Regions from separate parts of the Mus musculus genome. Here all the other regions are linked to region 1. The links are chromatin contacts, called in public Hi-C and HiChIP or PLAC-seq maps. All regions are on one chromosome and are shown on one strand. The core of a region is the stretch at or near the end of the contact, and the rest is flanking DNA. Distances in the headings are between cores, read along the strand shown.

Region 1 (3,655 bases), core at 856-3,355:
CCTGGGGGCGCTCTGGGCCATCATCCAAGAAAGAAAACCTAGGGACACCGCCCGCAGTTTCCAGAACTGCACACTCTGGTTTAGCAGGGTGGGTGCTCAGCGCTCTCCTGGAAGTCACTGGATGAATTTTAATTTAGTAGCAATCGTGGAAAGGGACAAGGGGCGTCCGGACTCGGGACGCCTTCTAGAGGCCCTTTTAGTGCGCACAGTGTTAGCATCAACTACAAGTCAGAAGCGGTGGCAGAGATCGTCCCCTGATCCTAGCAGTCTTTCTGCTGGGGAGCGCCCCTCACCTGCAGCAGGAAGGCGTGGGCGCTCCATCTCACCACAAGTCCATGGAAGCGTGGGGACCCGAGACAGTGGTAAACTGGGAGAGGACAGGCTTTACCCATTAAACACAGAGAAAGTCTGGCAAATGCCTGATGTAGCAACTGTGCGAGCTTGTTCCTGTCCTGGGGGGTGGGGGGTGGGGGAGGGTCACTAGTGTCTCCGGGAGTCAATCAGCTTCCGAGATGGCTTGACCATCCCAACTCCCACCCACTCGCACGCTTTTGGGCGCGCACATGTCTCTCATGGAGCGCGCCACCAATTCCTGCTGGAGGAAGAAGCTGGCTAGGACCCTTGTGCAAAAGGCTGGAGAAACTCCAGGTTCCAGCAGATGGATGGAGGTTCGGGCACCTTTTCTGAGACTCCACGGTGAAGCAAGGCGAAGGGCCCCACGCTTTACCTGTACTACGAGGCAGGCACCGGGAGACTTAATCCCCTTCTCGAGTTCAGCCGCGCTGCCTCCCGCAAGGTCACACTCAAACACCCACGCGTAGAAAAACGAGGGCTGAAAGTTGCTTGCGCAAAGGTCCGAATCCCGAGCTAATAGTACTCCAACCAAGTCGCTTTGTCCGGTGTCACCATTGCCCACCCCGTGCACATATCAAAGCAGCAGACCATGCCCTGCGCAGGTCACACTACAGAGATGCAGACTTTGCTAACTTTTGTCCCATTATTTCTTGGCAGCTGCGGCGCCTAACGGGTTTGGAGCAGATTCCAAGTTTAGACTTTCCACCGCCACGCTCACTTTGACCACCCTCATCTACCCACTTTCTGACACACCGCTTTTTGCTGTGCTGTCCTAAGCTCCAACTTCTCCCCGAGATCCGAAACGGGGCGGTATTAGAGGTGTCCCGGGGACCAACAGCCTCCTCCCGGGTCCGCGCCTGCCCACAGCTGATCGGGAGACTCCATCCGGACACTGTCCAGACCTCTGGTCTGGAAAACCAACGCTTTCCAAGCGTCCCCAGTGTCCCAGCCCGAGACCTCCGCTTCTCTAGAGAGTGGGGACAATCTGCGCCTGATGGAGTCTCCTACCCGCGGCCCGGGCGGGGATCCACTGCGGTGCTGGGCGCAATGTCACCACGGCCGCTCCGGGAGCCACTGCTACAACTGCCATAGGCTCTTCACTGAGCTCCGGCAGGCTCCTCCAGTAAGTGCCAAAGAGCCTGGAGCCCCAGAGCTGGAGTCTCCTCCCTGACCCGCAGGTAGAAGACCACCGTGGCGGAGACAGAGATCTCTCTCCTTGTGTCTCCCTCTTGGCGCCTAGGGTCTTTGGTCCCATTTCTACTGTTACACCTTTCTAGTCCCTTTCCCACCCCTTCTGTGCCCGGGTCGGGACGATCACCTCAGTACTCAGAGAACACAAGCAACATTTCTCCAGCCCCAACTCGCGAGGGGGCGCCGTCCCTGGGGCACCGGGACAGGGACCAGCTGGGTGCGTACTTACCAAAGCCAGAGACACTCCGGACTTTGGGGGCACTGAAGAGGTTCAGAGAGGTATCTAAGGAGATGTGTTCAGGATACTTACCCAGCCAGCTCAAACCTCACGCTCCTTCTCTGCCTCCTCCTCTCTCCTCCCTCCGGTTTAGGGCTCTTTGTCTTTGCAAAGTGTCGAAAGTGTCTGGCATAGTGGGCTCCGCCGGCAGAGGTTAGCGCCGGAGAAAAGGGAGGCGGGGTGAGGATGGGAGCCGCCTCTGGAACACCTTCCCCCGGGTGTAACGGGAGTGAGAGGCGGGGCGTCCGGGGAGGAGTCGCTTTCGCCCGCCCGGTCCCAGCCGTGACTCCGGCGCGCCCAGCACGGCTCTTCGGCTCTAGGTTCCTCCCCTTCCTCCGCCCAGCGCCCGCCCCTTGGCGCTCGGGCGCCCCCCTCCGCCCCTCCTGCCGGCCTCAGCTCGGCTTTCCTCTAGCTTGGGGCTTCCTGCAAGCTCAATATAGCTCAGCCAAGCCACGTGGACAGCAGCGGGCTGGGTGGAGGCCGGACCCGTCTGAGAGACGCCGGAGGAGGCAGCGCGGGAACAATATCACTGCCTCAAGAGAGGGATCTGCGGGAACAGCTGGCGAGGCTAGGGAAGAACTCCCGAGAGGCTCGAAGCCCGTGGGGTCAACCCGAGGGACGAGGCGTTGGGCGTGCACCGAGAGGATGTGGCTGGCGGTGCCCAGAAGAGCCCCATTCAGGGTCGCAGTGGAGAGAGAGGGCGATCAGGCAAAGCCACCGCTTTTTCTGAGGGCGTGGGACTCGAGGTGGGATTTAGGTAGGCTTGGGGAGGGGCACCGCGGGGTTAGGGATTGCGGTGTCTGTGCAGCCAGGACTGGGAGCCGCAGAGCAGGTCACTATAAGCATCCACATCCCCGCCCTTCCCGTCTACTCCGCCGAGGGCCTTTCCTTTGCGGATGGATAGACAGCTTCGCAGACCAGCGCTAAGCAAAGGCTGATAGTGGGAATCAGAGTTAGAAAGGTCCCCAAGGCAGCCTGGGGATGGGGATTTGGTTTAGGTTAGGGTAGAAGTTTTTCTGTTTTAATAGGGAAGTGAGGGTACGGAATTTAACGTGTGTGGGTCGTAGATCATAAATGGTGGATTTAAAAGGCATTTCTAAGATCTGGTTTGTCAGTGGGTATCCTCTCACTGGAACTATCTCATCTACAACTTTTCCGTGGAATGTTAAGAGGAAAGACGGTGTGCGCAGGAGTCTCTCCGTTTTCAGTTCTGGAGACTTCTGGGGACAAGCCTTTGCAGTGGGGGAGGCCAGAGCTGCCTGGCTGTTTACTCACTAGAATGAGGCTGTAATGTTGGGGCGAATTTGCGGCACTTCTCCATTACGGTGTGATCTTGGGCTCTTTGGGCCATATCCACTGTTTCCTAGGTTTGTGTTTCCACGTACTCCCTTGCAAAGGGCCCTGGTCCCAGCGTTCGTTTGCTTGGGTTGTTGTACTGAGCAAGTGGATACAGGGCTCTTGAAACTGCCCTTGGCATCTAAGAGCTCACTCAATCCAAGCCAGCTTGTGGAAGGAGGAAGGAGTGGGTTTCAACTCTGCTTCTGGACTGCCTAGATAGGGTTGGTACACTGTGTAAGTTCCGAGGAAGTAGAAGAGAAATTGTTAAAAGGGAAGAAGTGGAGGACAAAGAAACAACAAACTACCAGAAAAGGAAGGAAAAGAACAGAAACCTCTAAGTTATAATTTGTGTGTGCGGGGTAAGGGAGAAGTATTGCCAAGACTCTTCCAGTTAAACCTCACTGGGGTCTGATCTGCCACTGGGCTGTCCCTCACCAGGATATGAGAGGAGGGGGTCTCCAAGGTGTTCTATGACCTGTGCTGAGTAGTTTTCTC
Region 2 (3,655 bases), core at 716-3,215, 750 kb after region 1:
TTGTTCAGTTCTTGTTTAGGCATATACCTATACCTATGCCTATGCCTATGCCTATGCCTATGCCTATGCCTATGCCTATGCCTATGCCTATGCCTATACCTATACCTATACCTATACCTATACCTATACCTATACCTATACCTATACCTATACCTGTACATATATGTAACTGCATGAAGTGAGAAGACTGTATTTGTATTAATTAACAACAATTAAAGAAAAAAAGATATCAAGAATCTGAAAAAGCAAGGAAAGATATATGAGCAGGATTAGAAAGAATAAGGGAATTAAAGGAAGAGGGCACAATGTAATTATATTGTAATAAATGAATTTTTTTAACTCATTGTTTACTGATACTCTGATCTTGGAGTCAGTAGTAGCACTGAAATGTGAGTTGGAAAGTACTTTCAAAACAGGGCTGCAGGTATCACTTATATGAATGAGGCCCTGGTGGGTCACCTGATGAACTGGATGATAAAGATGCTTTATATTGCAAGTCCACCATCATCAAGGTCTCTTGGGTCATAAGACAAAAAAGAAACAGAGAAATGACTGTTGTTCAACCCAGAGGCCAGCTGCACTTCCTGCCCCATTCCTCTCCTACAGAGAAGATGCAACGACCATTCTGATAGTAAGGCCTACGGGATAGGGCACCAAGGTGCTACAAAGTTAAACACTTTCAATACTCCTAGAAGTGTTCCACGATGCTAAACTTGCCTAAAGTACCTGCTCCCTGATTTGTACTCAGCAAACTTGTCCTTCTTCTCTGACACTCAGTATAAATTACACTCTCTGTAACTTCTGTCCCCTCTCTTCTTCTTTGAGGGATTAGTGACTTCTCTTACCTGAGTTCTCAGAGAATTTTGTTCTTATTAATGTAGCTTCTTGGGGCCCCAGGAGCAATACTGACAACTTGTCTTTGAATTTGGATCCCCAGTATGTGGTGAGTCCTAAAATAATATTTGGGAAAGTTAGAAGGAAAAAAGACAAATGAAGAATTTGTTTGGGACATTGTGAGCTCTTATGATATGTTACAGCACTAGAATTTGCTATCTACATGCACCAGGCGATTTACTCTCATGATCCATTTCACTGCTCTGACAACTAATTCTGTAGGATATTGAACAATTTCTTGTTAATAATGTACTGAGACATTGAGACTATACTGCAAAAAGAAGTCCCCCTAGAAACAAAGTAGAGTCAGATTCAAACCCAGGTCTCCAAACTAGCAAACTTATTTTCTGTTTACTGTACTAGCTTATAGAGTTCCACAAAAAAACATTCTAGCCATATAGAAACCAAAATTTCTTTCCGAACAGCATTTCTGTCACTGGCTGCTTCTGTGACATTTTTTTTTTCTGAAAATGTCACATAAAAGACAAAGTAAGTTGGAATTTTAAATAGCACACCCAAGACAGGCTATGACTCATGTTTTACTGATGTACACACAAATGTCCAACTTGACTGATTAAATCTTTATACCTCTCAAAGGATAAAAAGATGAACCTATTTGTGATTTGAATGATAATGGCTTTCACAGTCACATATAGATGAATGCTTAGTCCCACATAAGTGGAACTATTTGGGAACAATTAGGAAGTGTGGTTGTATTGGAGTAAGTGTGTCACTAGAAGTGGGTGACACTTGAGGTTTGAAAAGCTCAAGCTAAGGGTTCCCCTCCTTATCCCACGCCGCTCTTGTTCCTGCCTATGGATCAGATGTAAAGCTCTTAACTACTGTTTCCTTGCCATGCCAGTCTGTTTCCCATCATGACGGTCACGAACTAACCCTGTAAAACTGTAAGCAAGTTCCAATTAAATACTTTCCTTTATAAGAGTTGCCTTGGTCACAGTATTTCTTCACAGCAACAGGATTCTGATTAGCATACCATTCTTTTGCTCTATCAGGCTTCCGAAAATATTCTGGATGGTGCTCAGTGCTGTAGAAAAGCTGACAAACAGACTTCAGGGAAAAGCTGTAGACTGAGACATTTTCCTAAGGGAATTCTTTTCATATTGGGAGCATCACATGTTCTTTGCTCAGTAGGAGAATTTCTCCAGAACTCAGATCAGCGAAGCACCATGCTGTTTCTTTTGAAACTCGCCCTCCAGAATCAATCACATTTGATATTCTGATTGTTAAGAGTTTCTACCTTGATCGTATAATGCAAAATTGGTAAAGCAAAAGTATTTCTTTACTTCACATTTTTCGGGTAAATTGATACTTGTAAAAGTTTTCATCAAATCTCATTCTAATATATCAATTCTTGGAGTTAAACTCACACAACTCAATATATTTGTGCTACTGAAAGCTCTAAAACACATACATTTAGTTATGCATGGTCATACACTCATGCATCCATATACACATATACATATGAACACAGAACCTAAGTCACAAACTCAAGTGCTAACAAGGATGAAGCCAGCTAGAAAAACAAAATCTGAAAGACTTCAGTTGTGTAGAGAATAAATGGCCTTTGAGTGGGGTCAAGTTCCATGTGGCCTCAGGAATATAACTCCAACCCCTGTCAGAAACTTTGGTCCTGCTCTGTGTCATTAGACAAGTGTTGCTCTGCTCCTTGTGCTTCCAAATTCATGCCAGGTCTAACTTACATTTCATCAATAAGATTCCCCCTCACATTGTGTTGAACTTCATACAATCTGACACAGACGGAAAGAACTTTGCCATAGAATTCCTGGGGTGCCCAAAGCTTTGTAAACATGTTCTGTTAATGAGCTATTATTGGGGAAAAATACCTAAGGTAAAGTTCAGAAAGTTTTCCTTTGTTTCATAATTCATGAAGGTTCCATTCATGTTTCCATGACCTTGTTGCTTTGGGGGTCTATGGGGAGACATGATAGAACACATGGCGGAGACTGCACGTATCTGATAACTCAATAAGAGACAGCTAGGAAGAGGTAGCCGCTATCCACTTTCAGGCATACTTTCAATGATCTAAGGAAGATCTTTTACCTCGTGAGGCTTGTACTACCTCCCAATACTGTCAAACTGGGGACTAGGTCTTTAAAAGACTTTCTAGAAGCAAATTTTGGCATCAAGTATTCAAATCAGAGATACAAAGAGCATGGCAAGTTCCAAAACATTAGCTACATTCATAAACACTAATCTCATTCTCTAACAGCTCAGTATTAACTGCTCTGTTAATGAGCTATCTTTGGGGAAAAAATACCTAAGGAAAAACTCTGAAAGTTTTCCTGTGTTTGATAATTCATGAAGGTTCAGTTCATGGTTCCATGACCTTATGGCTTTGGGGGTCTATGGGGAGGCTTGATAGAACACATGGCAGTATCCATTTCTCCATTGTGTAAATTGAGGATTGGGCAAAACCCTATCATAAGACACATAATTTTTGTTAACAAAATATTTGCTGTGAGATTTTGAAAATGCAGTTGCATCTCAATTGTCTGGGCACACTATTATCTGAGCAGACCAAACTGTATCACAGATCCACATCTCCTCTCAAAGCCCGGGCTTTTCTAAGTAATTGCCAATGTTCTTTTAATTTGGGATGCTCAATTGATCCCTTATCTTCTAGAAGTATTCTCTTTTATACACCCTTAAAAATATATACATTATAGTAGTTTTGCAGTAATTGTATGCTCACTTTCCAAGACTTCTCTTCCTTTGGAAT
Region 3 (3,655 bases), core at 504-3,003, 660 kb after region 1:
GAGGGGGCTCAAACTAGGTAAAGAAATCTAATTAATAGATGTCATTACTATGATGGTAATAATCTTAACTATCAGCATAAAGCAACCATACACCACAGTGTTTAATTATTAAGTAAGCACATTTGGAAAATAATAGAAGTTAAATCTCCAGACACAAGTCGGAAGTGTCAGAGACAAACCAGCTTACAAGGGGAACGAAGCAGAAATTTTAAAACTGAAAAATTTGAAAATAATTAAGGAAAGGTCTCTAAGCAAAAAGGTGGTAATAAAAGAAGGGTTTTGGAAGATCACAAAGAAGGAAAAAAAAGTAGTAGCCTCTAGAAAGATAAAGCATCGAGGAATTACAGTGAGCTTCCTTTCTGTTCTTTACTTTTCTAAATTTGATTTAATTAAGCCAAACTTAGACTACTATACAGCATATGTGGAAGAAAAATCTAAAACAATTGCAATTGAAGGAGGGCAGATAAAGTGAGTTAACTGTGTATACTAGTAGATTTGGAAAAATTATGTATATGCAGTATAATATCTAGTATACACATGAATTAGAGATCCAAAAATATTATACATAAATCTTTCCTGCAGTATGATATGGTATGACTGTAAAGGGGTAACCAACTACTTACTGATTAAAATCATGATCTAATTCACAGGAGGGATTCCATGCCTTTTACTGTAAACCTAGTCAAACCCCCATGATATGAGGAGGTTGTAGGCCCTAGGATGGGGATACTATTTTTATTTGGTAAACTGTATCTTTGTCAAACTGCTTTCTAAATATTTATGGTATATCTTGGTCAGAGAAGCTTCTTTTTAGATTTTACAGACACCCACAGGATAATGAGAGAGAGAATGGTATAAAGAAGTCCGCACACACCAAAACTACAAAGCAATGAAGCTCACCCAATACGATGAAGAAAATAATAATAATCCTTACCAAAATTTAATTTGGGTTCACCAACCCAAGAGCCAAGGTCATAAAGGACAGCACAATGGGCACCTGCATTGAACAAATCCTTGTGAGCCTCTATGTGATGTTACAAATAGAATACTGGAGCAAAGTGAATACAATGTCTAAGGCCATATTTCAGCTTTCATGGTCTTCTACATACAGTCTAGTGGGAACCTGGCATGACTAAATGTAAGCACTAAATCAGAGAAATCCTGGAGGATACCTTGTGGAAAAAAGGGAACTAGCCCTACCTTAATTTGAGTCTTCTTTCTCCCTTATTTTCCAAGGCATATTGTGTATCATTTTATACCTTCAATTTTAACAAATTGAGAAATAGGCATCAATTGTATTAACTATGAGGAAATTTGACACCTTGAGCATCTGAAATGGCATCATGGAAGAGAAACATCAGCTGTTTATCACACTCCAACTGATAAATTCACCATGCACCCCCTCACCAGAGATTCTCTATGCATAGAACAAGAATTAGATTTGTGAGAGTAGATTTTGAACTGGGTAGATGTTTTTCTGCAGAGATAATCACTACAAACATTCTCTGTGAAAGTCATTTTCCACTTTATTTCCTGCGCCTTGCTTGGCCAAAAAAACAAATCTCACCAAAGAACCCTCTGTAGTGGCATCTGTGTGCAATCTGCTGCTGACTCTTTTTTGGTGTCAGCAGCCCACTCAGAATTCATGGGCTCCTCGCAGAGTCACAGGGGAATTCTGCAATAACTGGCATCTCAGGCACATTCCTTTCCAGCTCAACTGTAAACTCAAACCTTTTCTTAAGCAAGCAACTTGCCAAGCTCTCTTATTTCCTCTAGCAGGACCCAGCGTAAGTCCCAGCTCTGATGAGCAGTGTAGTCATGAGCAAGTTTCCTCAACTCACTGAGCACAGATTTTTTTTTTATACATATCATAAGAATGCCTCAGAGTTTGTGGAAATTTCAAAGATAGAGCACTGTCAAAACACCAAGCAGCAGTAGGTGCTCAACAAATGTCTTCAAGAAAATGAACCAAGATGCTTCATTCCATATAATGAGCCATCTCAATGCTCATAAAGCAATCACCATCCCTACGTGTTCACAACTTTGTACATTGGGATTTCTGGTAGACCTCATAGAAATAGTTCATCTTTTCTCTGTCACAACAGAGCATGGACTGGAGAGACTCAAATATGCAGGTGACTAAAGAGATGATCATGGGTCTTGAGTCCAGGTCCTCATTGTATCCTTCAGCTGGGCTTTTTTGATTCTTTTCTGCATTGTTTTTGGAAGGCCTGATATTTACTATTTACTCACATGTCGGGAGTCATGAGTAGAATGAGTAGAATATCTCAGAGAAGCCAGGACATCTGCCTTTCTTCACCCAGTTTCTAGGCTTTTTCACAGCATGTTCTCCATGGTCAGGCTTCTGATACCATGCTTCGTTTTCAACAGAGTAGCTCTTTCCAAAAGGCCTGGCTGTAAGTTGCCAGACTTCTTTTGGTTTGGCCTCAGAATCTCATAAATAGCTCTTGGCCATGCACGTTACCAGGACCAGCAAAGTTGAAGTAAAGAAAGTTGATGCCACTCATGACTCAGCAAAGCATCCATCTGTCATCTTTCCATACTTTCTTCATTCCAGTATCAATATGCTTTCAGGTTAGGTCTTCCTGGCCAAACTGTTTTCTGAGTAGCTTTATCCTTTGGCCTTTATTCTAAATTCTTAAATTAATTGCAAATTTTACATGACACGTTACTCTGAGGTTTTTGCTATGTAATATTATGATATTTTCGTCATGCTATGTTTGGTTTGGTTTATTTTGGTTCAATTAAGTTACATTTGGATTGAGATAGCTTCTCCCTCTATAGCTCAGACTGACCTGGAACTCATGATGTTGCCCAGGCTTAACTAAAACACTGAAATCTTGTCTCAGCCACCCAAGTACTAAGATGACAAACAAAAACCACCACCCAGGATTCTGGCTCTTCCTTATATCATTGGCATAAACGGCATAACCATAAAGTATCAACTTGTAGGGATAATCTTTTGGGCACTGTGTAAAAACATCACCTGTCAATACAAAGTGGATGGCCTATTAGCAAAAGGCAAAAAGTGGAAAGTTGGAGTTCCAGTAGATATAGGATCCTGGAAAGGAATCAGGGATGGAAAGATTTACCATCCGGAGTTGAAGGAAGTTGGACATATGAAACTGAGGAAGAGTAACCAGCCATGTAGCAGACATAGAATAGTATAAACAGCTTTAATGAATTACAAGCTAATGAGCTAGTCAGGGAACAAGCCTAGCTTAAATCTTAAAGCCACAATTAATAAATAATAAGCCTTGAGTCATTATTTGGGATCTGCAATGTAGGTAGAAAAGCATATCAACTGGCAATAAAATGAAGCACAGCAGAAATGCTGGCTCAGCAAAGACAGTTTGCTCCCCAGGAAAGCTAGGACCCTGGATCAGTATAGAAGTAACAAAGAGGTTATGTCTCCCAACACAGGCCCAAACAATCAACTTCCATCAGAGCCTGGATAAGGGTACTAATTGACTAATCCCTGAATGTTCCTAATGTCTATCATTTGTGCCTCTTCCCTCATTCCTGGGCCCTTGAGTACCACAGTAAAATCTGGCTTCCTTCATGAACAGGTCCCAAGGTCTCTTCAGGAAACACTTGCCTAGATTTATTATGTCCCTTCCACACTCCTTTTATT
Region 4 (3,655 bases), core at 335-2,834, 650 kb after region 1:
GTAGGTAGATACTGCTTAACTTTTATTTCATCATGGAATGTTTTTCTTTCTCTGAAACTGCTGGCTTTTTCACCCTCATCCCAGTTCCTGAAATAATGGTTCTGAGAATTTCTCTTTATGAATAAATGGCTAGGCCATAAGCTAGGGCTTGTTCCCTGACTAGTTTATAACTTAACTATCCATTTAATCTCATCTAAGTCTGCCATAAGCTTAATTACCTCTCCTCAGTTTCATGTAATCATGGTCCTCAGATTTGGGGTGAATCTGTTCCTGCACCTGACTCTATCCCAGAGTTCTTCTCTCCCTACTTGAGTTTGTACCTCCTATTTCCTGCCGTAGCTAATCTGCCATTAGCTTTTATTGATAGGTGATGCTTGCATATAGGACAAAAGAGATTCTCTCTACATTTCATTACATATTGTAACTGAAAGTTTTGCTAGGTATTAAGGCTGGGATGGCATCCGTGATCTCTTTAAGAGTTTCTAGAGCATCTCCTCAGGCCCTTCTGATTTCAGAATCTTCACCAAGAAGTCAGGTGTTATTCTAATGGGATGGATTTCACATGATACTTGGTCGTGTTCCCTTGTAGCATTTAATATTCTTTGACCTGTACTTTTCCTGTTTTGATTACATGTGCTGAGGGAAATTTTCTTGTTCCTTGTCTTTGGTATTCTGCATGCTTTTGGTACCTAGATAGATACCTCTTTCTTTCAGTTAGGGAAAATTTCTTCTACGATTTTATCAAAAATATTTTCCATACCTTATTGTCCAGGATTTCTTCTACTTCCTCTCAATCTATTATTCATAGATTTGAATCTTTTCACAGTGTCCCAGATTTTCTGGATGTTTTCTGCTTGAATTTGTTAAGATTTTACATTTTTTTTAAATTGAGGTATCCATTTTTTCCTATATTTTCTTCAATGGCAGAGATTTGTTCTTCCATTTCTTTTATTCTGTTCTTGAGGCTTACTTCTAAAGTGTTTGTTTGACTTCCTACATCTTTTATTTCCAGTTTTACTCATGTCTGGGTTTTCTTTAGTAATTATATTTCTATGTTCATGACTTGAACTGTTTTCTTCATTTGTTTCCACTGTTGGTTTCTTTTTTGAAGATTTTATTAATAGGTTTCTTCATATCTTTGTAAGGTCTTTAAGGAAAATGGTAATAATAGCCATTTTGAAGTCTTTGTCTTATGCTTCAGTGACATTGTATTTCTCAGGCTTTACTGTAATGCTGTTGAGTTCTGGTCCAAACAAATTTTCTGGTTATTATTGATTGTAGTTTCACACTGGATATGTATAGGCATCTGGGTTTGGACTGATTGTGATTCTAAGTGTTTATACCACATCTTGTCTTTGTTAGGTGGGTGCTCCATTTCTTAGTTCCTACTACCCTGTCTGCTTCTTAAGAGAGTGTGATGACTGTGGGTGACCTGAATGCTTTTGGGTCTCTGCCAGGTGCGTGTGGTGACTGCGGACTCTTGGAAGAATGTGTTTCCAGGAGCTTACGGAAGGAATGAGGATGCCTGAAAGGATTCAAAAGAGGGAGGAAAGTTGGGTTTGTCTGGAGGAACTGTTGAGTTGCCAGGGAATGACAGCAGAGAGTGAAGACATGCCCCTGCATTTAGACTACTACAGGGCAAGGGATAAGTCTAGAGAGCTGGAATTAAGAGCAGGATGGACAGTGGAAATCAGCTATCTGACTCCCTGACAGGCCTGGCCAGCAGATTTCCTGGTAGAGCGGGCCTCACCTGATGGCAGCTGATACAAAGTAATAGAGTAAGGAAGAAAGACTGCTTCCTGAAATGATTCTTGGAGTCCTCAGGAAATGGAGACAGAGGAGAAAGACAGAATCCTCAGGTCTCCTACAGGGCTGAGATTGAGAGTGGGGAACTGGAAATCGAGAACAGGAAAAAGAGTGAAGGTCACCTGATTCCCAGGTGATTCTCAGGCCAGTGTGACTGCTGGGTTGGTTCCCCTGGTTGACTTTTTAAGACCACATATGAACAAACCCAGGAAGAATATTCCTTTATATGTCTGACTTATTTCACTTAATATAATGTTCCCAAGTTCATATTTATACAAGTCTATTATTATACAAAGATGATAGTAGACCAGACTTTATATAGCTTAATAATATCCCATGTTGTATTTGCTCACTCGTCCCTTGATGGGTTTATTCCATCGTAGATATTATAACACTGCAAAAATGAATATGAGCATGTGTGTATTTTTCTTTTGGTAAGTGGTCATTTCCTGTGGATTTGGAAGTAATACATTGTGTGTGCGTGTACATGTGTGTGTGTGTGTATGTGTTTAGAGAGGACTATATTCATCCTTAGAGAATACTGAATCTTTCTCTATTAACATCCATTAATTCCTTATAGCTCTATATAGCTCTATATCTAGCAATGGAAACCTATATGATTTTTCCCATCTACATTGAAATGCACACTGGTGTTGGAATTGTTCAGTTCTTCCTGAGGAAACCACACTATTGAGACTTCATGGGCATAGCTTACCTGTCATAGTCAGAAGACACTATCACATGGCAAACTTCTCTGACCCAATGACTCTAGAATCTTTCTGCCTCTGGCTTCCATAATGTTCCCTGTGCCTTAGGTGTAGGGTTTGTGTTGTTGATATGACTACTGGTGCTGGGCTTTCTATACCAATTGTTCTCTGACTTTTAACCTGGAAAGATCTGTGGAGTCTGCAGGGAATGAATATCATTACAGAAAGGCTGGCCCCTTCAGGTGGTCTGCTACAGGGCTTTCTTTAATGCTCTCTGTCTGTTGCAAAAGAAGCTTCGTCATGAGGAAAGGTGTACTTACTCTGTCTATAAATTGGAAATTTTGCTGTTGGTGTTTTTAAGTTCTTTATCTACTCTAGATCAATATTCTTGTCTCAACAGTTTGCACTTGTCCCCTTCTTTAGTAGAGGTTGTCTCTTTCCCATTGATTGTTTCATTTCTGGGCCAATGCATTCTCACTCCATAGAACTTCATTTGTCTGGTTTTGATTTGTTTTCTACCCATTGGGTCCTCCCCTGCCACTGGTATCCTCTACTTTTTCAAAGTTCAGATCTTAAACTTCTCATTTTAAACATAACACAACACACACACACACACACACACACACACACACACACACAATCAATCAATCAAATGGATCCTGAGAGTTTTATAAGATACTTAGAGGTGAAGATTGAAATGATTTCCCTATGTTCTGTGAAATATTAGCAAGTCTTCATTGTGATCACTAGTCCACACTGGTCTGTTGGAAAACAGATCTCATTTTGTATCCACAGCACTCAAACCTTCTGGGTTGGGGGCTTGTTGAGCTGTCCTAGACTCCTCTGAGGTCAAAGAAACTGGTCCCGTCCCTACATCTACCACCTGATCTGTACCTACTAAATGAGTTTGTTAAAATATTCACAAGCCCCTGTGCTTACACAAACCCTACACCATGGAGCCCCCTCTTCATTGAAATAGTCCCCCCAAACAAGGTCAGAGACGGAGAAGATCTGCCAATGAAAGGAGTCCTCCCTCCATAATGCATGGAGCTCACAAGGCTATGTGGTCAATAGTAGACTTCAGACTTAATTAATGGAGCAACATAGAACCACCCCTTCCTTCCCTTCAGTCATAGACAAGT
Region 5 (3,655 bases), core at 776-3,275, 600 kb after region 1:
CACATCTAATATGTCCATTGGGTTTTTATTTGCAGTGATATTTGCCACTTCTGGAAGTTCTACTTGGTTCTTTTGTAAATATACATGGCTTTTCATACAGAGAACTTCATTCTGTCTCCTTTATGTTTGTCATTATTTAATTTTTACTTTTTAAAAAGTAAAGATAAACATAAATATAATCAATACTTAATTTCTAACTTATGCATATATGTAGACTGAGAAATCTAAACATCTTGATTTTTCTGGTCTCATTGTCAGTGCACGCGTGAGTATGTTAAAGTCTTTAATCTGAGCTTATTTACTCTGAGTCCATCTCTGTGACTCCTGGCAGAACTGGGTTTAGAACGTCCCTTTCCAAAGGGCCCATTTATCCCATAATATGAGAGTGATCCAAGTCTGGGGCTCTCTCTCTCTGTTAATCAATAAGCACTGAGAGTCTTAGGTTTGTAGTCAGTAAATCACTTGCCGGTTCTTGTGTTGGTATGGTTCTGGACATCAAATTCTCTATGTATCTTTCTTATGTTAATGGGTAATGACAAACTCTGGGAGCTGGAGAGCCACTGCCACTAGTGCTATAATCCACACTGAGCCTACATGGTTCCAATAGAGCTTTCCAAAGCTAAGGTCACACCACAAGTCCACTATATCTCAAAACAAAACAAAAATGAATGTGGAAAGGGGACTTGTAGGGAGGTGTTGGGGTTGAAGCAGGGAGGAGGGAGGGGAGAGTAGGGGACGAGCAATCAGAATGAAACACACATGCATGAAAGGTTAACGAACCACTTCAATAATTAAAAAAAAAAGAAAAAGAAAAATCATCACTTTTATTCTATCCTTAAAAAAATACATCCAATATTAAGCAAGATCTTAAAAGATACATATAATTCTAACTGTAGTCCTTTGTTTCCCAGAAGGCAGTTTTCTGAAAGGTGAAAAATGCCAGATTTCTATTCCTAACTCAACATTCACTAAGTCAGAAGTTGATCCTTGCCATAAGATACAGCAGTTCAGTGGGAGTCTAAGCCACCCCAGGCTTTCCCACACTACACCAGTAAGGGTCACACTGGTTCTCTAAGGCCAAGTATTTTCCAGGAAATGTTTGGAATGGCTCTTAAGATGCATCAAATTGTAAACAGTGAAATGAGAACGAAGCCTGCAAGCTCCTACCTGGTTTACACAAGGAGTGCCTGCATCTCAGAGCACACATTAAAACCATCCCGGTAACATAGTTAGCTGTGTTTACTCCCCGGGGTCTCACTGTAGATGACCTCTTTCCTATGCAATTATAGAGTTAGCGCCTAAGCAGTAATGTGACTAAACCACCCAGCAGCCTTAGGCTTATGGATTTCAAAGGCTCCACCTCCAACCCAGTTCAGGAGCAGGGTGTTTCAATGACTCTGAAAGTCATATTAGATCTTCCTAATGTTTATTGACTTCAGAGGTCTTGGCATGACCACCTTGGCTAGGGTATCAACATTTTGAGTGCATAGAAAGCAATCACATGGCCAGATGACTTTTATTTTTAATCATCTATTATCCAACAGCCTTTTCTAGTAAACATATTTCAGAAGCACCTGTTAACTGAAGGACACGGAGGCTTGTTAAAGATTATGGTCCCATCCAAATCTCTTTGGCTTTGTCCTGTTCAAGACCTACCTTTAACCTTGAAGCCCCACCCGCCCCAAGGACTTAGAAAATAACAGCCTCATAGGAAAACCCAGTGGCCTTATGGGTTTGTCCTAATAAGCTCCTGTCTCCGTGTCTCATTTTGTCCTAGCAACACTGGCATTGTAAACATTTACTACCAAATAGGACTTTTGTGTGGGTTCTGGTGGTGCTGAGTCAGTTTCTCATGTTTGCATGGTGAGCAGTTTACCCACTAAGCTGCTTCCCAGTTCCAGATTTAGATATTTGAAACGAATGATTTTAAGAGTTCTTTTCCTGATCTGAAACACTGTCTTGCTCTCAGTATTAGTCATACTCCATTAGCTGAGTCCTTCTCAGCTATGTTGCAATTCTGTACATCCTAGACAATGAGTAACTTCCTTGACAGCCACTGACTTAACACTTGTAGCCTTATCCTCATAGCACTGTAAACTCCTAGCTCTACACATCAATCACCAAGTGCCCCACTCCACCCTAAATCCCTGTTACAAATCTCTAAAGTAATTAAACATTTTCTCAAAGACAGTGCTCCCTTGGGGGTGGAACAGATGGCCCCATGGTTAAAAGTGCTTGCTGCCCAATCCTAAGGACCAGAGTTCAGATCTCAGCACTCATTTAGGACATCTCACCAATGCCTATAGCCCCAGCGCCAAGGGATCTAATACAAATCTGTTTTAGCAATGAAGAGAGGAGCATGAATCCAGCCTCTCCTTCGCTAAGTTTCTCAGATTCTTATGTATAGAGGGTTAGAAGCACTTTTTAAACGTTCATTATCTGACACATGAAAAATATTAAGCCATTATCTACTTTCATTTATGTGTGGATTAATGTTCTTTTAAGTATTCAAGTATAAGAGATTAGACTACAGGTGCAGAACTTAAAAAGATAAAAGCTGGAATCAATTCTCTCTGAGAGTACTTATCTTTGCTTCTTCATGCTTCCTTCTCTATGGCTGTTGCTGAGGCTCTCTTGAGCTGCTCTTCTTGATTCTGTTTGATAAAATGTCACTCACAGTTGAAGACACATCAAAGGTACCAATAAGTCCATCTCCTGCAACTTCTGCTTATGGAAATGATGTATTTAGGGCTTGGGGATAGATTACATTACCAGTGAAAGACCCTATCTCAAAAGGAAAAGAAAAGTAGATGGCTCCTGAGAAGGAAAACCTGAGGTTGTCTTTTAGCAAGTACACACATACACACACACACACACACACACACACACACACACACTGATGGACTTATGTCTTTAGACTTAGGGGTGTTTTCTCTTCCCTAAGAGTCAGCTTGGTTAAGGTCAGAGTCAGCACTTCCACCAACTGCTCTCCTCATCTTCACACAGAGGAAGCACAATGACTCTGGTTCCTATTCCATGCATGCGTGGGCTAGGATTGTTTCTTGACCTCTTGTGTGATGGAGGCTCCCTCCTATAGGGCTCCCTAGTCTTTGCTATTCAGCCATGCTCCTTGATCCTCCCACTGAGCTGGACCCCTGTTACTTTTGCTCACTCTGCCTTAACATATCTATTGGGAGACTATCTTCTTTTTTTACAAAGCCATTTCCTCTGAGAAGCTTTGTGGGGCAATTCCACTTTCTCAAATCCAGATGAATTCAGACTTCCCTATCCCATAGCTTCCTGAATATCTTTTTTCAAACACCCCATGTCCCATTGCTAGACCATCTGTCATGGTGTCTACAGTGTGGGGTGATAGCCCTCCAAGAACTGTTCAGTGGATTATCACAATATTCCTAATCTCTACCTCAAGTTAGCTCACCAGGAATTCATTCCAGGCATGTGCAGCCAGTGGACAGAAAATTCTCCCAGGATATCCTGCAGAGATTTATTTAGTACCTGTCTCCTCCCCTAGACTTTACTGCCTCTGATATCAGGGACAAGGTGCTGTAATTACGTCAATTTGTACAGTAGTTTATTGGTGCCTGGCAGGTGTTCCCTCAATAAAGGTTGATGAATGCATCTACCCAGCTGTTTT
Region 6 (3,655 bases), core at 346-2,845, 600 kb before region 1:
TCTATCTATCTATCTTTCGTCAGAAACCTGACTTAGTGGTACTGTCACTGATGTGATTTGTAAACTTTGTTCCATATTCTGCACATTGCTAGCATCTTTAAATACAAATTTTAAAACAATATAGTTTAAATAGCATTTAAAGTGAGACCTATAGCCTCAAGGGGGACTAAATTCATTAGATTCTAATATTTTCATCCCATCTAATGAAGGGTTGACACTTCTTCATTAAATTTAGATTAGACTCTGAAACAAATGATCCTGATTTATAAATATATGTTTTTTATTTGACAACATTATACATTTTATTGTTTAAATCAAGTGTTGTTTTAAATTGCATGTTTGTTTTAGGTGATCCATAATTCCTACAGTCATCCTAGTGTATCAAGGACTTCTACTGCTAAAACAGTAATTATTGCAAACATTGTAAATCACAGTACTGGGGGACAAAAATATTTTAGAACTGTCTTCTTGCATTGGCATTTTCTTGTGTGTGTGATCTTACTTGTATTCTAATTTTACAGCAAATTAAATAACCGTACATAATATTTTAAAAGTGGAAAGTATAATTCTGCCTGTGACAGAAAAAAGATTCTAGAAATAATAGAAATATTAATTGTATTGGACCAATGAGAACCACAGAGGATTAAAAAGAAGAACATAAAGACAAATATCATCTCAGAACTGTCTTATTCGCATTGTTTGTAGCATCACTAAGCTCAGTATAACTCTGCAACTATTAGATATATATTTCTTGAATGAATGTCTTTTGAATAAAAGGATGATTATGAAGATTTTCTCAATTTACCAAATCTCTTGAAAGTCAGAGAAAACATTTCTATTTTCACTGTACACGATGAAGCAAGATAAATATAAGTGTCATTTGTATGCAGTGATGCACTTTTAAAACGTGGGAGGCAGAGTGATGGAGTGGGGAAAAAAATAGATGTTTTCTCTCAGTAGCACTTTGAATGATAACTTGTAGATCTTCTCAAAGTTGGGATAGGGATTCTCCTGCTTAATATAGACTTTGGTACATGGTAGGTGTTCAACAGAGGTAGTCCTATACTATTAATTGTGAAGACTTGTTCTATTAGTACCCTAAACTTCTTAGGAATTTTTAAAGATTCTTAAGAATCTTTTATTTGTTTTATAAAGATTTCTGAATTTGGAAAGTAGTATAAGTGTGCAGTTTTGATTGTCATGTGATATATTTATAGCAGAGTGTCGTGACAAAGTATCCATTCAAAAGAGACAATTCTGATTTTGTAATACAGATCATTGTGTCTGTCCTTAACGTGGGATAGAACAGACACGGTGAAAAGTGTGTGGTGCATTGACAAGTTTGCCCAATGTGTCAAGTAGTGGGATTTGTTAGAAACCAGCAACAATCACAAAAGGCCACCATCCTCTTGACCCCACCAAGGGGAATCTAGAGCCCAGGTCTTTTCTATGTGTAAGTAGCCCAGCCTGGCCGAAGCCCCACCCCCAGAATAGTCCTCCAATCGGCTGCGCCGCGCCAGCCCGGCCCTCGCGTACCACGTGACTCAACCCAGCCCGCTTCCGGCGCGTCGCGGGCGGCTGACGTCCCCGGCCGGCGTCGCGTCAGGGCTGGCCGGCGGCGGTGGTGGCTGCGGAGGCGGCAGCGGCGGCAGCGACGGCGGCTGCGATGGTAGCGGAGCCGGAGTGGGCTTGAGGGCTTCCTCCCGCGTTTCCTCGGGCCGACGCGGCGCCGCGGGCCCGGCTCACTCGGCTCCCGCTCCCTCCCTTGCTGCTGCCCGGGCAGACTCGAACGAGGCCCGCGCTGGCCTCCCTGACGCGCCCCGGCTCGGCCCCGGACGGCCCGGCTGCTGTGCGGAGACGAGGCCGAGTCGGTAAGAGGCGGCGGAGGGGCCTGGAAGCTGCCGGGTCCCCGGGCTGCGCTCGCGCCCGCGTTGCTCTCGGCCGGCGTCCCGCTCCCTGCCATCCGCTGACCCTATTGTCTGCGCGCCGCCGCGCTACCCCCGCCTTCCTTCCCTTGCCGGGCCGGCGGCTGTCAACCTGCAGCTCCCGGGCTCCGGGCCAGCCGCGCCGCGGCCTTTCCTGGCTCCCCTTGACACCCCTGCGAGCCCGCCTCGTCCCCTCTGCTTAGCTTCGCGGTCTTTCCCTCACCGCTCTCTAGCTCTGTGTGTCTGTCTCTTTCCTCTCACTGTCATCTCTGCAAACTTCCACCATCCTTACAACGAACTCTTTTTTACCGCTTTCTGGTCTTTTTTCATTTCTCTTTTTGTTTCCTTCTCCCCTTTCTCGCTCCCTGTTCCACAGTTTCACTTTAAGGGTCTGTCCAATAGATTGTCTTTCGTAAAAGTTCCTAATTCTGCCGCCTCCCTCATTCTCCTGTCTCCTCACAAGAGAATGGAAATCGTCCCTGCCTTTTGAGGTCCTCATTCCTGAGAGTCACGGGGGATTAGATTTACAGGCTGGAAGTTTGATCTTAGGAAATGTTAGCATAACTGGCAAACTGCCTCTTCGGATTCTATTTCTGTACATTGAAGTAACAGCCTTGTATGTTGCACACTTACAAGATTTCTATTTAAAATATTTATGTTTGTTCCCATTACACCTAGTGTGTCCTGGCTATGAATCTTAACCTCACTGATGCCATGTCAGGATATTCTATATCCCCTTAGGCACGACCTTGTAAACTTGATCCCCCATATTTTTGTAACAAGCGTTGATGCTATTTCTTTTCTTCCCTTTTCAGATTAAAAAAAAAAAAAAAAAACAGGAAGGGACATTTGGAATTCTGTTTGCTCTTAAGTTTTACCTGTTTTAAACAGTGGCTAAAACATTATAAGATTTTTCGTTTGTGTGGGGATTTTTCATTTGTGTGGTGTTTATTTTTTTTTTTTTTAAGCTAGAAAGATCCTAGTGAGTAGTAATGTAAGAACATGTTCTAAGCATCTCCCTCCAACAAGAGCAGCGTTAGATTCCTGGTCCCCAACCCGTTGTATTTTGATAAGACCGTGCTTGCCAGTTATTATTTTCATTCCACTATTGATACCTTGAGAATATATGCATTCTCTTCAAATACTCGGTAGTCAAAAAGGCTGCACGTGTGCTAGGCAAGCCAGTGTGGCCAAAAGATCATTAAATACTTAATGTAAATGGGCTATAGTGAAGTATAGTGAAGTAACGACTCCTGCAGGTTTTTTTTTTTTTTTTTTTTTTAATTGTCATTATGGGCACAATGTTGAGTTAATAATAGAAACCTTACCCAGAGTCTGGCATAATTTGATTATGAAATGTGAAATTTAAGAAAAATCACTTGAAGCCGGGCGTGGTGGGGCATGCCTTTAATCCTAGCACTCGGAATCTCAGCACTCGGAATCCCAGCACTCAGGAGGCAGAGGCAGGCGGATTTCTGAGTTTGAGGCCAGCCTGGTCTACAAAGTGAGTTCCAGGACAGCCAGGGCTACACAGAGAAACCCTGCCTCGAAAAAAAAAAGAAAGAAAGAAATAAAGAAAGAAAAAGAAAACTCATTTGCAAGTCTTTATGTTAAAATGATGCTATGGTGTGCTGTTGAGATAGTATGCACTAACTACCCTGATTTTCCAGAAAGGTTGGTGAGACTCCTCCCTGACACAGTGCTTGTCTGCTGCTTTCTCCACGGGTTGT
Region 7 (3,655 bases), core at 671-3,170, 580 kb after region 1:
AACTTGGAGGCAGGAGTTGATGCAAAGGCCATGAAGAGGTGCTGTTTACTGGATTGCTTCTTCTAGCTTACTCAGCTTGCTTTCTTATAGAACCCAGGACTACCAGCCCAAGGATGGCACCACTCATAATGGGTTGGGCCCTCCCCCTTTGATCACTAATTGAGAAAATGCCTTACAGATGGATCTCGTGGAGGCATTTCCTCAAGGGAGGCTCCTTTCTCTGTGATAACTCCAGCTTGTGTCAAGTTGACACACAAAACCTGCCAGCACAATGCCCTAACCATCTTTCAAAACATGAGCTAATGCATTTCTTTTCTGGAATATTTCTCTGACTAAAGAAAGCTTAACTAAATACTTTCTCTGAATCTGTCTGCTACTTTCTTTATAGTACCTCCTATAGTTTCTCTCTCTCTCTCTCTCTCTCTCTCTCTCTCTCTCTCTCTCTCTCTCTCTCTTTCTCCCTCTCTGTCTCTCTCTTTTTGTCTCTCTCTGTCTCTTTATCTCTCTGTCTCTTTTTTCTGTGTCTCCGTCTCTGTCTCTCTCTCTCTCTCTCTGGTGTGTGTGTGTGTGTGTGTGTGTGTGTTTGTATGTGTGTTTTGAATTGTTTATATTTGCTTCTCTTCCTTTCTTAAAAACTTAGGTTCTTTAAGCAGAGGTACTGTATCACTCATGATAGAAACCTACTAACTGTCTCACACAATGAATTAATAAATGCAGCTAATTTAATCTGAACAAAAACTTAAAAATACACTCATTCCAGATAGGGGAAGGTTCTCCCTGAGTTTACCATAGAGGCTGTCAAAAGCTTCCTATAGCACAATATGAATGGACAGGTTCCTACTGAAGGTCTATTGATCTTACAAGGAAATGGTGATGCATTTGGGGTGGGGTGCAGAGGTACTTTTATCTAGGCTGTAGATCATTATAATGGGGAGAATAGTGAAAGCAATTTTGCATGGAAACAATCTCCAGCTGCCTGTAACTTTGGTTCAGCAAATGTCACCGTGCAACTATTTACTACAGTATTTATTACTCTGTCATTAGCTCATAAATAATACCAACCTAGCAACCAAGGGACGATGCCATGCAACAGCGACCGTGATAAGAATTTAAGAAGGCAAAGAAGCCTATGTTCACATCTAAGGAGGAGGCGTAGAGGGTAAACTCTAGCAATTACCAAGACTCATAACTTTCCCTATAAAAACAATCTGAGCAAAACTGAAAGGGTGCTTAGAGTAGCATTCCTCACTAGAACACCCTCATAAAACCACAGAACCCACTGGATATAGCTATATCTGTCATCGGCCTGGGGCAAATAAACCTCAAATTGGTGGGGATGATGTCAAAAGGAATCCTTTTTGGTTGTCATATTCACATTGAAATTCTGATTCTGAGTACTGAAGGAGAGCTGGGAGCCAACTGGTTTGTTAGTTGTGTTTTTCTAAGTGAGAGCTGAGAGATGTAAAGAAACTTGGGACAAAGCCCTCTAATCTTCTGCTCCATTTTTGTTGTGGTTCGGTTTGCTTTGGTCCTATCTTTTAATGGCCTGGAATGTTTTATTGGGCCTCACAGCATCAAGCTTACATCTTGCAAAATATTGCTTCCCTACTTTACCATTAGATAAATAATTTCTAGAAGCTTTCACCAAGATTCTTGGCAGGAGGGGTGTTTGTTTGGTTGATTGGATTTGGGTTTGGGTTTGTTTGTTTGTATTTCCCTTCAGGCCTTCTGACCACTCACTTTTTGTTAATCACTCTGGGCCTCCTGCTCTCATCCCCAGTTTGAATGCTGGAATGATCCATGAAATGAGATCACTCATAAAAGAAGCGAAATCTCTTTCATCTTCAAATCTCCTGGGCTCGGCACTGACGCTTCTTGTGTAGAACTCAGAACATTTGGAATCAATGTGAGCAGATGGGTGGAGGCTGTATTTTCAGCTTCGTGAGTCACTGCAGAAATGAGCCCAAGGATTTCATTTCAGCCTTCCATGGTGTTGGCTCCAGGGACCATTCAACTACTGCTAGTACTTGCAAGTTGGATAACCAGCCCTTGAACCTCCCTGCATCTTAATATCTCTTATTGCAACATGAGTTTATAATAGCTCCCTCATTGTCTTCATGTTAAGATTAGGCCAAAGTGTTTAACCCAAAACTTGTCCTGCCTCTAAGATCTGCAAGGATAAAGATGGAGCCGAGACTGAGAGAACAGTCAACCATTGACTGGCCCAACATAAGAGCTGTCCCACGTGAGAGAGATAACTCCTGATACTATTAATGATACTCTGCTTTTCTTGCAGGAACCCAGCATAACTGTCTCCTGAGTATCTTCATGGATCAGTGGATATAACAGATGCAGAGACCCATGGCTAACCTCAGAGAGTCTTGTGTACAAGTGGGAGAGAGGACAGAGCAACCCAGTGAGATCATGGACACCACTAGAAGACCTATGATGTCAACTAACATGGGCCCAAAGAGGCTCACAGAGACTGAACCACTAATCAAAGAGCATGCAAGGGCTGGGTCTAGGCTTCTCCCTACATTTGCAGAAGATATATCGATTGGTCTTCATGTGAGCGAGTCCCCTAACAGTTGGAGCAGGGGACTGTGTCTAAATCTGTTGCCTGCCACTGGATCACCTTCCCCTACCCGGACTCCTGGTTGGGTCTCAGTGGGCAAGGAGGTGCTTTGTGCTGCTGGGACTAGAAGACCCAGGGTAGGGTGGTACCCAAGGAGGGCTTTTAGGGGGAGGGATTTGATAGGACTGGGATTGGAGGAGAGGAAGGTGACTGGGGGAAGCAATGTGAACAATTTAAATCATGAAAAAAAAAAAGAATAACTTTAATGCAATGAGTGGTTCTCAACCTTCCTGATGCTGCAAGACTTTTTTACAGTTCATCATATTGTGGTGGCCTCAGTCCATAAAGTTATTTTTCGTTACTACTTTGTAATTGTAATTTTGCTACCGTTTGGGATCGTAATATGAATACTTTTAGAGATAGAAGTTCACCATAGGGGTCTCGGCCCACAGGATGAGAACTGTTACTTTAAACTACACCCACACTTCCAGGAAAAATATGATGACCTCCAGAGTGGCACCTTCAAAGCCACTCCACTGAAGTTTTCTTTTCCCAAATTATGTCCATACCTTTCCTTTGTTAATTACTTTTCTTCCAAGCCCTTAAACCATTACTATTCAGAAATATTGCCAACGAGATATCTGTGTCACAGTTGTGACCAGCCACTTCCACCCAATGTGCAGTGCAGATCCATGGATAAGCAGTCTCAAATTCATTATCTGGCAGAGCAGGAAATAAGAACAAAGCTTGGCCCTTAACCTTGTTTTGGTAGATTTTAGAGACAAGTTAAGAAACGATTCAAAATCAGCTCCCGAAGGCACAGAGGTTGGAAGGGGGAGGTTTTCTTGAACCTTTACAAGAAACACACAAGTTTTCTTGCCACATTCAATCTTGACCTTACCCCTACCTCTGATGAAATGCTTTTTCCTACTGTAAGTGCAAGAAAGAGAAAAAAATAAAATAAAAAGGCAATAGAAATAGCATAAGTCAGAGCACCACCTGAAAGGTCTGGTCTCTTACAGTGCACACCAAGCTAAACTGTCAGCTTGTGAAATAGGGAAATTAAATGTGAGGGCGGCT

Evidence for each region. A called contact is a pair of places that touch in the nucleus more often than the background predicts. HiChIP or PLAC-seq counts read pairs in DNA pulled down with a chosen protein or histone mark.
Region 2: a contact with region 1 is called in a Hi-C map of cortical neurons, with 3 times the contacts expected there. The contact joins the enhancer-like site here to the promoter of St3gal1 in region 1. A contact is called at or near these places in 1 of 39 promoter capture datasets (the C10 cell line), 2 of 484 Hi-C or Micro-C datasets (both in cortical neurons), 15 of 115 datasets of contacts at active chromatin or transcription factors (the NIH/3T3 cell line, the SCID.adh cell line, VIP interneurons and 12 more) and 1 of 9 other capture datasets (macrophages).
Region 3: a contact with region 1 is called in a Hi-C map of cortical neurons, with 2.8 times the contacts expected there. The contact joins the enhancer-like site here to the promoter of St3gal1 in region 1. A contact is called at or near these places in 2 of 39 promoter capture datasets (embryonic stem cells and hippocampal neurons), 6 of 484 Hi-C or Micro-C datasets (cerebral cortex, cortical neurons, uterus and 1 more), 14 of 115 datasets of contacts at active chromatin or transcription factors (the NIH/3T3 cell line, the SCID.adh cell line, astrocytes and 11 more) and 2 of 9 other capture datasets (embryonic stem cells and macrophages).
Region 4: a contact with region 1 is called in an H3K4me3 HiChIP or PLAC-seq map of neural progenitor cells, with 8 times the contacts expected there. The contact joins the enhancer-like site here to the promoter of St3gal1 in region 1. A contact is called at or near these places in 3 of 39 promoter capture datasets (the C10 cell line, embryonic stem cells and hippocampal neurons), 14 of 115 datasets of contacts at active chromatin or transcription factors (the SCID.adh cell line, astrocytes, bone marrow-derived dendritic cells and 11 more) and 1 of 9 other capture datasets (macrophages).
Region 5: a contact with region 1 is called in a Hi-C map of bone marrow-derived macrophages, with 35 read pairs. The contact joins the enhancer-like site here to the promoter of St3gal1 in region 1. A contact is called at or near these places in 1 of 39 promoter capture datasets (neural stem cells), 12 of 484 Hi-C or Micro-C datasets (adipose-derived mesenchymal stem cells, bone marrow-derived macrophages, cerebral cortex and 6 more), 18 of 115 datasets of contacts at active chromatin or transcription factors (the SCID.adh cell line, acute myeloid leukemia, astrocytes and 14 more) and 3 of 9 other capture datasets (embryonic stem cells, liver and macrophages).
Region 6: a contact with region 1 is called in an H3K27ac HiChIP or PLAC-seq map of extraembryonic endoderm stem cells, with 5 times the contacts expected there. The contact joins the promoter of Phf20l1 here to the promoter of St3gal1 in region 1. A contact is called at or near these places in 4 of 39 promoter capture datasets (embryonic stem cells, liver and pre-B cells), 6 of 484 Hi-C or Micro-C datasets (B cells, CD8 T cells, embryonic stem cells and 3 more), 5 of 115 datasets of contacts at active chromatin or transcription factors (double positive thymocytes, effector CD8 T cells, extraembryonic endoderm stem cells and 2 more) and 1 of 9 other capture datasets (liver).
Region 7: a contact with region 1 is called in a Hi-C map of uterus, with 3 times the contacts expected there. The contact joins the enhancer-like site here to the promoter of St3gal1 in region 1. A contact is called at or near these places in 1 of 15 datasets of contacts at CTCF or cohesin (large pre-B cells), 2 of 484 Hi-C or Micro-C datasets (both in uterus), 14 of 115 datasets of contacts at active chromatin or transcription factors (bone marrow-derived dendritic cells, cardiomyocytes, differentiating embryonic stem cells and 10 more) and 1 of 9 other capture datasets (macrophages).

Annotation. Positions count from the first base shown.
Region 1 is chr15:67,174,777-67,178,431 of GRCm38.p6, forward strand. St3gal1 (ST3 beta-galactoside alpha-2,3-sialyltransferase 1) reads right to left here and starts at 2,106. Exons shown (of 9, transcript NM_009177.4): 1 at 1,856-2,106.
Region 2 is chr15:67,925,901-67,929,555 of GRCm38.p6, forward strand. No RefSeq gene overlaps it. Among named protein-coding and RNA genes, the nearest start is that of Zfat, 330 kb to the right of the region's middle. Within about 2 kb of position 1,966, at least 8 of the 459 cell types and tissues checked have an H3K27ac peak or open chromatin away from gene starts, as enhancers often do. A contact at or near this core is called in cortical neurons and neural progenitor cells, where this site is marked.
Region 3 is chr15:67,839,233-67,842,887 of GRCm38.p6, forward strand. No RefSeq gene overlaps it. Among named protein-coding and RNA genes, the nearest start is that of Zfat, 420 kb to the right of the region's middle. Within about 2 kb of position 1,754, at least 13 of the 459 cell types and tissues checked have an H3K27ac peak or open chromatin away from gene starts, as enhancers often do. A contact at or near this core is called in cortical neurons and ventral hippocampal neurons, where this site is marked.
Region 4 is chr15:67,821,972-67,825,626 of GRCm38.p6, forward strand. No RefSeq gene overlaps it. Among named protein-coding and RNA genes, the nearest start is that of Zfat, 440 kb to the right of the region's middle. Within about 2 kb of position 1,585, at least 10 of the 459 cell types and tissues checked have an H3K27ac peak or open chromatin away from gene starts, as enhancers often do. A contact at or near this core is called in neural progenitor cells, where this site is marked.
Region 5 is chr15:67,779,111-67,782,765 of GRCm38.p6, forward strand. No RefSeq gene overlaps it. Among named protein-coding and RNA genes, the nearest start is that of Zfat, 480 kb to the right of the region's middle. Within about 2 kb of position 2,026, at least 62 of the 459 cell types and tissues checked have an H3K27ac peak or open chromatin away from gene starts, as enhancers often do. A contact at or near this core is called in adipose-derived mesenchymal stem cells, bone marrow-derived dendritic cells, bone marrow-derived macrophages and 2 more, where this site is marked.
Region 6 is chr15:66,575,977-66,579,631 of GRCm38.p6, forward strand. Phf20l1 (PHD finger protein 20-like 1) reads left to right here and starts at 1,596. Exons shown (of 21, transcript NM_001081409.1): 1 at 1,596-1,871.
Region 7 is chr15:67,757,496-67,761,150 of GRCm38.p6, forward strand. No RefSeq gene overlaps it. Among named protein-coding and RNA genes, the nearest start is that of Zfat, 500 kb to the right of the region's middle. Within about 2 kb of position 1,921, at least 12 of the 459 cell types and tissues checked have an H3K27ac peak or open chromatin away from gene starts, as enhancers often do. A contact at or near this core is called in uterus, where this site is marked.